Linked DNA regions of Sus scrofa: region 1 is linked to region 2. Evidence: chromatin contacts called from public HiChIP or PLAC-seq data. All regions are on one chromosome and are shown on one strand. The core of a region is the stretch at or near the end of the contact, and the rest is flanking DNA. Distances in the headings are between cores, read along the strand shown. Region 1 overlaps FAM107B (protein FAM107B). Region 2 overlaps HSPA14 (heat shock protein family A (Hsp70) member 14).

What was found. HiChIP or PLAC-seq counts read pairs in DNA pulled down with a chosen protein or histone mark.
Region 1: a contact with region 2 is called in an H3K27ac HiChIP or PLAC-seq map of alveolar macrophages. The contact joins two enhancer-like sites. A contact is called at or near these places in 2 of 5 promoter capture datasets (fetal liver and liver) and 1 of 2 datasets of contacts at active chromatin or transcription factors (alveolar macrophages).

The regions. Positions count from the first base shown.
Region 1 is chr10:47,187,636-47,194,495 of Sscrofa11.1, reverse strand. All of the region lies in intron 1 of FAM107B (protein FAM107B), which reads right to left. Among named protein-coding and RNA genes, the nearest start is that of FAM107B, 50 kb to the right of the region's middle. Within about 2 kb of position 3,020, at least 27 of the 83 cell types and tissues checked have an H3K27ac peak or open chromatin away from gene starts, as enhancers often do. A contact at or near this core is called in alveolar macrophages, where this site is marked.
Region 2 is chr10:46,915,050-46,921,766 of Sscrofa11.1, reverse strand. It overlaps HSPA14 (heat shock protein family A (Hsp70) member 14), which reads left to right. Exons shown (of 14, transcript NM_001243393.1): 7 at 16-120; 8 at 1,667-1,828; 9 at 4,407-4,562. Among named protein-coding and RNA genes, the nearest start is that of HSPA14, 17 kb to the left of the region's middle. Within about 2 kb of position 1,571, at least 2 of the 83 cell types and tissues checked have an H3K27ac peak or open chromatin away from gene starts, as enhancers often do. A contact at or near this core is called in alveolar macrophages, where this site is marked.

The DNA of each region.
Region 1 (6,860 bases), core at 1,771-4,270, 270 kb before region 2:
TGAGTGATGAAGAGATACATCCTCCATAATCCAGATCCTACAGAAGCGAAATAAAAGTTTTCCTCCTCATTCAAACAAGAGGTTTTAAGGATGCTTATGTGTTTTAAGCACAATTTATGATGCCTGCAGTACTCTCATGTTTACTTGGTAGCCTAGATCCTCAAGGAAATTCTTCCTTTCTTAAAAGAAAGCCTTAACCATCGCTGGTTCCTCCAGCCATCCACGTATGTAGAACTCAAACCACTTATCACTGTGTTGACAGCACCCAGGTCTCCAGCCAACAGGAATTAGGCCTTTTGCCCTCAGTACCTCCATCAGGCTACTCACTCTGGCATCTCCAGCAAACCCTGTTGCTAACCAAAAATACTATTTGTTCTATGTTTTCCCCAAGTCTTGACACATCAACAGTAGCAATACGGATTAAGTAAAAGAACAGGATGGGCTGGTAACAGCGAATGCCCTGCCCGACCCCAGTTCCATCCGAAATGGAGAACGCTGCTGCTCTTGCTTGCTCAAGTTACCTAAGTTTGAAATGGTTTCACTTCTTTTGCTGCAATAGGATTCATTACTCAAGAACTCGGCATCCAGAAACTTCCCATCATCAGCTTCTGACTTCTCTCACAGCTCTTGTCCAAAAGTTGAGAACACTGTCTGTTTTCAACTCCACACACAAGAGGAGCTACTGGTTAATTTAATTAAATGAAAAGGCCAAGGACAAAGGACATGTCAACACATTCACAATGAAAAGTTGTCCTCTCCTCACAGCTGGTTATAAAGGAAATCATTAATTGCTTCCGGAAGAACAGTTAGAAAATAATTCTCTAACAAGAAACTGCAGATTTATCATGATAGCTAACTACTTCCCTTATGCCTTAAAAAAAAAAAAAAAATCTGAAAAGCTTAATTAAGACAGGATAGTTTTACTTATTTAAAATTAGTATTCAAAAGTAAAATGTAGTCAAAGGGCCATGAACAATGAGATAATTCTCTTCAAAAGTTTTCAAGGCAATTCAAAGAACAAAACCTCCTTCCTGTAGTTTATAATCTTACAAATGTCAAACTGAGTAAGTGTCCAAGTATTTAGGAGTCCAATTTTAGATTTTTAACTTTAGTCTCTAGAACAAAATCTAAAACACAACAGTATGTGTGAAACTAAGAAGGGCCCTATCAACTTTATTTTCATAATTTCCTCCATGAAGCTTCAGGGCTCAAGTCACAAACCTTATTTTCCACTTATAAAACAGATATTAGCTCTGGGGAAAAAAAAAAAAAATTCTGTGTTGCCACTCTGTGTTCCTAAATTTCATTCTGTTAGCCATTTACAAAAGCCAATGTCAAGGACTCATTTAAAGCACTGTTATTCTCTGCACATTTACTGGCTCTAAAGCTGATAAACTTCCTGAAATACCTTGGATCAATGGCTTTCGAATTTTTCTGTCTGTAATCCTCTTTATGCACAGGGACCCAACAATACCTGCATACTGAAATCAGCTGCAGTGAAAGTTTCCAGAAGCAATACTAGCTTTGTGCTAGATAGATACATTGTCATTACTTTTCGCTGTTTCTTTCTTTTTGGTAATTCCTGTTGTGACCCACTAAATTGATTGTGTGACCCCTTAATGGATGCAGCTTGGAAAATCCTGTCCTAATTCATTTACTTAAACTTGCCACAATAACTTGGCAGGACTCCGAGTATGAAGGAAGACACCTCGAAAGTCCGAACGGAAAATTGGCTGAGCAGCTGGTGGGAAGCACTTAAAAACCATGAGCTTTTAAGTTTATCTCAGTTCCTATTACTGACCCTAAAGCCATCATCTTCTCCTCTGCCTAGTTATTAAAATATCCTTACTCCAATTGTCAAGGAATACCCTCAGATCCTTCTAGCTAGGTGTGAAGGAATAAAGGAATACAAATTAAAGATCACTTATGGAATTTGTTTGTTCAAAGTTCAGTAAACCTTCTTCCCAGGGATGATGGAACATGTGGGAGAGAGATGACTGAGGAAGTATTTTCTCCCCTTATTAAAGTATCTTTTTTTTTTTTTTTTCATTGCACCTGCAGAATGTGGAAGTTCCCAGGCCAGGGATCGAACACATGCTAAAGCAGTGATCCCACCTGCTGCAGAGACAACACCAGACCCTTTACCTCTAGGCCACCAGGGAACTCCTTAAAGTGTTTTTTAAAGTTGTTGTTGTTGTTTTGGTTTGATTTTTGGCTATGTCCACAGCATATGGAAGCTCTTAGGCCAGCGCTCAAACCAATGCCACAGCAGCGACCAGAGCCACTGCAGTGGTAACACCAGATCTTTCACCCGCTGCATTACAAGGGAACTCCTTTAAAAAAATTTTTTTAAAGCATTTTCAATAGTTTCTCTATCCACAAATGGTAGACTACTACAACAATATTTAAAACAAGGAGTTCCCACTGCAGCTCAGTGGAAAAGAATCTATCATTCATGAGGAAGCAGGTTCAATCCCTGGCCCCACTCAGTTGGTTAAGGATCTGGAATTGCCATGAGCTGTAGTGTAGGTCGCAGATGCGGCTCAGATCTGACGTTGTTGTGGCTGTTGTGTAGGCCAGCAGCTACAGCTCCAATTTGACCCCTAGCCTGGGAACCTCCATGTGCCTGCCTCCTAGCCTGGGCCCTAAGAAGCAAAAAAAAAAAAAAGACAATTTTTAAAATGAAATTTAATGTCATTTGCCTATTTTTTTAAACTACAATGTAACACAGATTCTTAAAACCAGAGCAGTAATTTGATTTGCATATGGTTTTAAGAAGCAGAACAAAATTCCACACACTCAACCCGAGTTCACAATGAGTAAGAGGAAGTTCTCCAGTCAGATACCTGCAACCCAACAGTCAAAGGTCACTGACGCCCACTACATGGGAAACTAGGCAGAAACATGGTAAGGGAGAAAACTTGAGAACTGGTCTATTTTTCCTCCTGGTAAAAAGAGACACAGCAACACTAAAGGTGGTATCAGACAGTAGAAAGGGCTAGGCTTTCACGCCTGAGAGAGTCACAGCTCTGCCACGTATTAGCGGGATGACCTAAGTTGAACAACACAAAAGCAGGCGCACTCTTCGTTATGGGAAGGCCCGAATTTGCACCTAAGCTAACTCACTTCAAAACCTGAGTGGGAGGTTGCCTGCTGAGCCCCAGGTTCCTTATCTTTCCCTCTCAGGGGTGCAGTTGGGAAGAATGCCTGTGACAAGAACTCATCACCACCCCGTCCCAGAATCCCAGCTGCCATCATCCCGGGTCACCTAAGATTTCACATAAGCAGGCTTCACCTGTTCAAAGTCAGAAACTTCTTTTTTCCGAGGCAGAAACTGTGTCTTTTTTCTCTCCCACCCTCCCTGTCCCACTCTTCAAACACCTCTCCCACGAATACCTTTCACTGACCGGAGGAAACAGGACCTATGTCATCAGCACTGGAGGCAGAGTATATAAGACTTATCATGAGTATATTTACTAAGGGAAGGGAGGGAGGTGTCCAGTGTTTGTCTGGCGGTGCCAAGTTGTCAGGCTTCATGTGAAGCCAAGACAATGCCAGGCAGGGAGCCGTGAAGGCTGGGACTCAAATGCTGCAGCACAAGGGCTTTAGAACAATCACCCGGATTAAGCTTTATTTACCCAAAAGGGCCTTGACCAGGGGCAGAATGAAGGCAGGAGAGCAACAGGGCCAGTTGTGACTTGGGGATCTGGCAGGAACGAGAGGGGCAGGGCCTCAAATATGCCAGGAATTCTGCTGAAGGCAATAAAACAGTCTCACAATGGAGGGTAGCATTGCATTCAGTCTGTTTTGGAAATAGGAAGTACCAGGCGAGAGTCGTTAATAAGTGTCGACAGAACTTTTCAAAAGAGGGGCACATTCTCCCTGGCTTTCCTGTCTGTCTACCTTAGTTGGCAAATGCCACCCCCTCCACTTCCCTACCCCAGAAAGTGGGTCAGCAGAAGCAGTGACGGGCCCTTCGATGGAAAGAACCAAAGCACATCAACCAAGTTAACTGAACCAAGTCGATGAAAGACACGTTGATAAGACACTATCACCTAATTGCTGAATCGGGTCATTTTTTGAGACAAATAGAGATGAACTGTGTGAGTATGTGCCCTTAGGGTACGACAGGTTAGTTACACAAGTTAGACTTCAACTGTTAGTTGTCATGGCAACAGTGGACAACAATGTCTGCTCAGATTCATATTTAGCAGTTCGGCTCTTTGTTTTGCCCTCTACAGCTACGGCTAATTATATAAACTACTTTCCAAGTATTAAGAAGTCATTAGTTTGCCAAACCAAAGGGGAATACCACCCAGAATAAGCACGACTTGGAAAGTCCATAAATCTAAAGGACATAATTTGAATTTATGAATGTCCAGGAAGTAGACCATTGCTTTATACAACTATTTAATAATCTGAAGAGATACAGCTTCTTTTTACCTTTAGGGGAAAAAATTATGAAACTACCCACCAGATTAAATAATATTATCGAACAAAAGCATGTTAGATATTATCTAATACATCCATTATTTTAATTAGGTGCTGATGACATTACAAATTTAGTATCATTAAACATCATTGCCATTGATATTCTAATTTAACACCTGATTATAAAACAAAACTGGAAAGAATCCTAGACTAACAATCTTATTTGTCTTTTTAGGGCTGCACCCAGGGCATATAGAGGCACTCAAGCTAGGGGTCGAATCAGAGCTGTAGCTGCTGGCCTATGTCACAGCCACAGCAACCCCAGATCTGAGCCACATCTGTGACATCTATGACACCACAGCTCATGGCAACGCCAGATCCTTAACCCACTGAGCGAAGCCAGGGATCGAACCTGCATCCTCATGGATGCTAGTCAGATTCATTTCCTCTGAGCCACAACAGGAACTCCCTTACTTGTCTTTAGTTTTATTTTGCCTCATTCTCCTTTTTTAAAATATGTTCCATTTTCACCTCACCAGTAAGAAACAAATTTTGTTTTCTCTCAAAATGGTTCACTGCTGATTTAAAAAGATTCAAGCCAGTAGCTTGGAATAATTCAACATTATTTATTTCCTCATTACATCTGTTACTGACCTTTTTCTTTACAGTTAAACTAATAAACATGCTTTGTCAAAGGGCACAGGTCCAAGCATCAGAAATGCCAGGTCCAGGAGTTCCCATCGTGGCGCAGTGGAAACAAATCCAACTAGGAACCATGAGGTTGCGGGTTCTATTCCTGGCCTCACTCAGTGGGTTAAGGATCCGGTGTTGCCGTGAGCTGTGGTGTGGGTCACAGACTCAGCTCGATCTGGCGTTGTTGAGGCTCCGTGTAGGCCAGCAGCTGTAGCTTCGATTAGACCCCTAGCTTGGGAACCTCCATATGCTGTGGGTGCGACCCTAAAGAGACTAAAAGACAAAAAAAAAAAAAAAAAAAGAAAGAAAGAAAGAAAGAAAGAAATGCCCGGTCCAGAGTTGCCATCGTGGCTCAGAGGGTTAGGAACCAGATTAGTATCCATGCGGATGTGGATTAAGGATCTGACGTTGCTGTAAACTGTGGTGTAGGTTGCAGATGTGGCTCGGATCTGGTGTTCCTGTGGCTGTGGTATAGACTGGCAGCTGCAGCTCTGATTTGGCCCCTAGCCTGGGAACTTCCATATGCCGCAGGTGAGGCTGTAAAAAAAAGAAAAGAAAAGAAAAATGCCTGGGCCACAATAGGCAATGTGCCTTCAGAAAATGACCCATGACCTCTGGAGTCAGTTTCCTGAGAACCCTAGACCAGGAGATGAGAGATCCTCACTAACCAGGGCAGTCTAATCTCAACCTGCAGACTTCCTTTTATACACACACACACACACACACACACAGCACTGGGCTCCAAAAGAACCAGGTCTTTCAAAGCCACAAACACTCCCCCATTCCTCCCAAAAAAGAGAAAGCAGAAAGCAAGAAATTCACTTTTCGCTCATCTGAAGCTATAATACAAAATAATAGGGTGACTCCTAGGAAGACCTATGAGCAGAGGAAATCCAGATGAAAGCCTGTGCTCCTCACCGCCCGAGTCTTGCGACTTTCCACACTCGGAGGTTGGCAGGCAGGGTAGTAACGCAAAGCGCTAAGAAAGCACAGCAGCGTTCTCGCAATACTCCATGTAAAAAGGGGCACAAGGGCATCAATACCGAGTGCTTTCAAATGCCCTTCCAAAGGGTCCTCCTCTGTCATCAGAACCAAGTGGTTTCCCCATCAGCAATTTGATACCGGAAATTTACAATCAAGTAGTCCATGGTGACTCTCCCCAAAACCACACAAGACTATAAGTGCTGATCAATCAGGGAGTTTTCTGGATTCTTCCTGGCTCAGCCTGGATGCTGTGATCGACAAGATATATACCAGTCAGCATTTGGCTTGCCAGCCATCACCGGGGTCACTGTATTCTCATTAGTCTCCGCCCCGAGGAATGAGAATTCTGCTCCTGACAAGCTGTGCCAGCCTCCAGCTGGGCTGGCCACCTACTATGTGCTCTTTATGTCCAGCACCTGCAGGATGGGATGCGGGTCACCAGCCTGGCCTCACAGTTCAGCTGCCACATCATTTCAGGGTGAAAATTAAAAGGTCGCCTTGTCATCACAGCTTCTCAAATATCCCCATATACCAACAGTTTCATGGCTAAAAACACAGTCCCAGTATTTTTTTCATTATTCATTATCAGACAGAAAAAAGCAGGAAGCCGGTACTAAGAATTGATATTCCAGAGTTCCCTGGTGGCCTAGTGGTTAAGGATGCAGCATTGTCACTGTTGTGGTTCAGGTCACAGCTGTGACTCAGGTTTCATCCTGGCCCAGGAATTGCTGCATGATGTGGACACAGCCAAA
Region 2 (6,717 bases), core at 322-2,821:
ACGAATTGTCCACAGGGAGGCAGCCAGAGCTGCTGGCTTTAATGTTTTGCGACTAATCCACGAACCATCTGCAGCTCTTTTGGCTTATGGAATTGGACAAGACTCTCCCACTGGAAAAAGGTAAAAACCATAGTTGCAGCTTTAAGTTCTTCAGTGCAGAAAATAGATTATAGCAATTATATCAGTAGAGATTGGTATATTACGCAGTGGTTCTAAGCCTCTGTGGATAGAAAGACGTCAAAACTTTCACCTAGAGTTTTTCAAATAGGTGAGAAAGATGTCCTAGGAAAGCAGAGAGAGGATGTAACAGGAGGGAAGGTTGAGCCTTCCCCCCCCCTTCTCTCATCACCTACACTTTGTCCCTTTAGGGGAGGAAGATTTGAAATTATAAGTCCCTCCAAGTTCCAACTGAAGCTCTAGAGCACTGTTGATTTTACTATCAATTTTCATTATTAAACATGCTTAGGAGGAGTTCCTGTTGTGACTCAGTAGTTTACAAACCCAACTAGTATCCATGAGGATGTGGTTTGATCCCTGGCCTCACTCAGTGGGTTAAGGATCCAGCATTGCTGCAAGCTGTTGTGTCAGTAGCAAATGTGGCTCAGATCTGGCATTGCTGTGGCTGAAGCGTAGGCTGGCAGCTGCTGCAGCTCCGATTCAACCCCTAGCCTGGGAACTTCCAAATGCCTCAAGTGCAGCCCTAAAAAGCCAAAAAAAAAAAAAAGCTTGCTTAGAAACAGTGAGGACTTTTATGTACATTTGTCTTGGCAGGAGAAGGGGAAAATCCAGCATCAAGACTTCGTTTGATAATGAAAGAGTAAGACATACTCCTAATTTAATTGTCAAAATGTGTCTTAATTGACCGGACACATTATACAACTTTAGGGAAATCAATTCATATGTATTAATTTTCCCTAATGGAGTCATTTCATTCATATCTCAGTTAAAGGAACTAATGGAGTTCCCACCGTGGCTCAGTAGAAACGAACCCGACTTGTATCCATGAGGATGCAGGTTCAATCCCTGGCCTCGCTCAGTGGGTTAAGGATCCAGTGTTGTCATGGCTGTGGTATAGACCAGCAGCTGTAGCTCTAATTCATCTCCTAGCCTGGAAACCTCCATATGCTGCAGGTGCAGCCCCAAAAAGCCAAAAAAACCACTAATATGTATAAATCACTAGGAAGTTATTTTTAGGTGGAATATAAATATAGAATAGCAAAAATTTTGAATTTTGATATATAGGAAATTTGTCCCTAGTTTTGCGTATGTTTTATATTTATAGAACATGCTATTGTGTTAGTAGCTAGGACAATTTTAACAAAATTTCTATATTGATTCTCTTACAATTCACTTTAATTACAACTCTCATTTTTATTTACTTTGAGAAGTTAGTGTTTTGAACTCCAGTTACTCAGAAGAATACAGTTTTAGCAGCACAACTAAATGAAAAAGAGCTTTGACTCAGAATCAGAAGATCTGGTTTCTAGGCTTGATTTGTCACTAAGTGATGACCATGGGTGACTTAATTACTCATGTGAGATTTTTCACTTTCCTCATCTGTGATTTAAGGGGATTAATCTAAGTGACGTCTTAGTTGAAGAAGTCCAGCCTGGCTTTGCAGTATTGTGATCCTCTCTTAACTTAGTCATGTTATCTTTTTCTTAAGCAATATTCTGGTATTCAAACTTGGAGGCACATCCTTATCTATCAGTGTCATGCAAGTTAACAGTGGAATATATCGTGTTCTTTCAACAAACACTGATAATAACATCGGAGGCACACATTTCACAGAAACCTTAGCACAGTACCTAGCTTCTGAGTTTCAGAGGTGAGTATTAATGGACTTGATGACCTATTTCATTTGAAGTTTATCTTCAGGTTTAATATTTTTCTTAGTTTATTTGAAATCACCCTTTTTCACAGGAGGACGTGTTTTTTTCTGGTGTACTGGATATTTTCGTGTCTAAGGTTATAAAGTCTGTTCTGGCAGAGGAGAAGCAGAGAAGCCAAGCTTCACAGGGCAGTGTACTTGAATTTTTTACTTAGTGTAAGGGACCACCAGATACTGAATTACGTGAACTTGGATCTCAAGTTCCAGATTCTTCGGTGGCTGCCTTATGTCTGGATGAAGGAAGGTATAGGCACTGAGGCCTCATTACCGTCTCAAGAGTTCTTAGAAGTGTAGAAGACTATGTTATAGTCATATTCCAGTGAATTAATGTCTTACAGAGTGTTTAATTAACAATCTGCTACCATAAGGAATATTTTAGTTTTGTTACTGTAGGTAATTATGCCATTCAAAATCCTAATCTTGTTTGGCCCATCATGACTCAATAGATAAAGGTTATATATGGGACATTATTGCTCTAAAAAGTAGCTGAGGAATTCCCTTGGTAGTTTAGTAGAAACAAATCTGACTAGCATCCATGAGGATGCAGGTTTGATCCCTGGCCTCGCTCAGTGGGTTAAGGATCCCACGGTGCCATGAGCTGTGGTGCAGGTCACAGACATGGCTCAGATCTGGCGTTGTAGCTGTGGCATAGGTCAGCAGCTACAGCTCTGATTTGACCCCTAGCCTGGGAACCTCCATATGCCGCCCATGTGACCCTAAGAAGACAAAAAAAAAAAAAAGTAGCTGAAACATTTTCATCAGTTTGACTAAACTGGGTGAAAAAAGGTCTTGAAAAGGTAATAATTTCTCACTTGTTTAATGAAGTTCTAGAGTTCCTGTTGTGGCTCAGTGGATTACGAACCGACATTGTGTCCATGAGGATGCGGTTTTCAGTCGCAGGCCTCACTCAGTGGGTTAAGGACCTGGCATTGTTGCAGCTGCTGTATAGGTCGTAGATGTGTCTTGGGTCTGGTGTTGCCATGGCTGTGGCATAGGCCTTACCTGTAGATCCGATTCAACCCCTAGCACGTGAACTTCCATGTGCCGCAGATATGGCGGTAAAACAAAATTTTTGTAATTAAAAAAAATGTTTTAAAGTAAAGATCTAGGGGAGTTCCCGTCCTGGCGCAGTGGTTAACGAACCCAACTAGGAACCATGAGGTTGTGGGTTCGGTCCCTGCCCTTGCTCAGTGGGTTAACGATCTGGCGTTAGGTTGCAGACACGGCTCAGATCCCGAGTTGCTGTGGCTCTGGCGTAGGCCGGTGGCTACAGCTCCGATTCGACCCCTAGCCTGGGAACCTCCATATGCCGCGGGAGCGGCCCAAAGAAATAGCAAAAAGACAAAAAAGTAAATAAATAAATAAATAAAATAAATAAATAAATAAAGGAAAAAAAAGAAAAAGAAAAAAAAGTAAAGATCTATACTGCTTTTTGTCATAAAGGTATACTAGCTCAAGGGAGGAAATTGTTGATTTTACTGCAAATTTCAGTTATAAAACATGTTTAGAAATAGGGCCATCAATCACTACTTAGCAAGCAGTTTTAACAGTTAACTTACCTTGCAGGTAGAGGAATGGTAATTTTACATATTTTATGTTTCAAATTTCTTTGAAGAAGCACTTTTTGTTCTAGTTCTTCTTTTTTTTTTTTTTTTTTTTTGGTCGTTTCGTCTTTTTAGGGCCACACCCGCGGCTAGGGGTTGAATGGGAGCTGTAGCTTCTGGCCTACACCACAGCAACAGCAATGAAGGATCCACGCTGTGTCTGCAGCCTACACAACAGCTTATGGCAACGCCAGATCCTTAACCCACTGAGTGAGGGCAGGGATTGAACTTGCATCCTCATGAATACTAGTTGGGTTCATTAACCACTGAGCCACGACGGGAATGCCAGTTCTTCTTTTTTTTTTAATGCTAGACAGTTAATTTTATACCATCAAACAATAATCATGCTGCGATTGTAGAGGGTGGAGTATGAAACATGACCAGGTTGCATGAATCTTCTTTAGCCTCCATTTGTCTCATCTGCAAAAAGATGAAAGCTACTGTAACATTATAGTGGTTACAGAATCTAGCAATTGCAAATCTCAAGTATGGTGGTTATTTACATTTCTTGAAACCCTTCTTTATTTTTATTTTTATTTATTTTTTTATTCGCTGCACCCACAGCATGTGGAAATTCCCAGGTCAGGGATTGAATCCAATCCAAGCTGCAGCTGCAGCAGTGCTGGGTCTTTTAGCCCACTGTGCTGAACCAGGATTGAACCTGCACTACTGCAACAAGCAGAGCTGCTGCAGTCAGATTCTTAACCATACTATGCCACGGCGGTAACTCCAAGACCCTTCTTTAAATTTCAGAGGATTTTTCTTTTGGAGAGTTGGAAGCCAGATACTAAAATCTAGTATTAATATTGATTCATGAGCTTATTATTATCATAATAGGGATTATCTAGATTTTAATAAATTCTAAATGACCTAGTAATTTTTAAACTTCGAAGACTATGTTTTTCATTTAGATCGTTCAAACATGACGTGAGAGGAAATGCCCGAGCCATGATGAAATTGATGAACAGTGCTGACACTGCAAAACATTCTTTGTCAACACTGGGAAGTGCCAACTGTTTCCTTGACTCGCTGTATGAAGGTCAGGATTTCGACTGCAATGTGTCCAGGTAAAACTAAAGTTCAAAAAACTTTTAAAAATTACAAACGCGTTCATATTTAGATATAATTTTCTCACTTCGTATTTTCTGTTTGTTCGCGTGAGACTTATAGCCCTCTGTAAAAGGAGAGCTTTTCTGTCTTTACTTCTGGGATCCAGTTTTTGTCAGACTAAATAACTGTTCCCAAATTAATCATGTCAGATGTGATTGCCCTGTTATGTTATAGCTGCAAAGAGCCATGTGTGAAAAATGCATCCTGGATCTTTGAAAGAAAGATGAGAGGGGACTTGTTTGAGATTTGCAGTGTTCTCTTACTGAATTGCACTCCCACGTATGTTGCCTCTAGCTCTTTGTTGCCAAACTTTCACATGGGGGCTTACATGTGTATTAGTGGTTGTTTACTGTAACTCGATGATTACCCTGAGTGGCAAGCTATACATATTCTAAATATTTTCTATGTATTAGCTCTCAGGTTCTCCTAACATCATTATTTACTGATGAGGTAAATAATATTCTTTTCCTTACTTTACACACAAAGAAGCTGAAGCACAGAGAGGTTTTGTTTCTTGTCCCATGTCACCCAGCTAGGAAGTGACGGACCTGGGATTCAAACCCAGCTGGTGTGACTCCAGAGTTCATGCTCTTAACCTGTCATGCTGTCCTGAGGATTGAGCTCTGTCTTGGTTTTGTTTGCTCTGTCATCTATTGGCAACATTTAAAATTTTATTAGCTTTTATGACATTTAGTAAACATAGGTTTAATGTGTATAAAATTGTTTTTAATGCTCATGTATTTTACATAATCTAAAACATGGATTACAAGTAATGTGCCTTACCCAGAGAACTTAACATGTTTGGTTAAATTCCCTCTTCATCAGGCCCTTGTAGTTTAACTTCCTCACTCTCTCTGGGCTTTCCCGAAGACTCTAAATCAGCGCCGCCCCATACCATAGCCACCAGCTACCTGCGGCTACTTAAATTTAAATTAACTAAAGATAAATAACATTAAAAATTTGGTTCCTCAGTAGCATTAGGCACAGCTCAGGTGCTCAGTAGTCCCATGTGGCCAGTGGCTCTAGAAAGTTCTCTAGATCTTTTAAGAGAAATTTCAAGCTACAACCTAAAAGATAGAAAGTTGTAAAATTGAGTTTAAATCTCTTTTGTGAGCAAGAGAGTCTTTATATTTTTCCTGTTTTCAGAATTTCTAACTTTGTGCCAGGTTTGTCCAGGTACTCAGGTAACTCAGTATGTGTTTGCTTATTAATATCAGTTATTAAGGAGGAAATAGGATTTGTAATTTTTCACTAAGGAAATTTTGCCTTTCTTACAAAGATGTCAACCATAAGGTATGTTTCAACATCTGGAAATAGCACAGATATATTTGAGAATCGTCATTTGCATTTAAGAAGTTTAGTATGGGAGCTCCTGGTGTGGCTCAGTGGAAACAAATCTGACTAGTATCCATGTGGACTCGGGTTCAATCCCCAGCCTCATTCAGTGGGTTGGGGGATCTAGTGTTGCCGTGAACAATGGTGTAGGTCACAGATGCAGTTCGGATCCTGTTGCTATTGGCTGTGGTGCAGACTGGCAGCTGTAACTCCAATTCTCCCCCTAGCCTGGGAACTTCCATATGCTGCAGGTGCAGCCCTAAAAAAAAAAAAAAAGCAAATAAATAAATAAAATAAGTTTAGTATGACATCAGGGAGTACATTGTCATGAACGTAATTCATTCTTAATAGTACTTGCTAGCACTCGAGCTTCTCATATAGAACAAAAGAACTAAACTTATGTGTGGCATAGGCTCAGACTATAAAAAAAGTAGTGAGAAACAATTTTTAAAACTTTAGCACATACAGATAGCAAAAACTTCCAAATGATGGTTGGATTTGGGTTGGTAGGTTTATTGGAAATGCCATGCACTGAGTATTTATTTTTAGCTTGTAAGTAGGCAATGGGTAAGACAATCTTCCACCTGAATTTAATATTTTATATCTTCATATATTTGTAAATGGATAACCTAAACTCCCCCCCCCACCCCATGATATTGCACTGCTGGGTATTTAATACCGTGTTCTGATCGTAAACATACTCTTAAGAGATCCATCAGAACAGGTTTTGGCCTTACCCTTCACAAGAAAAAAATGACTATTGGACTGTACTAAGCC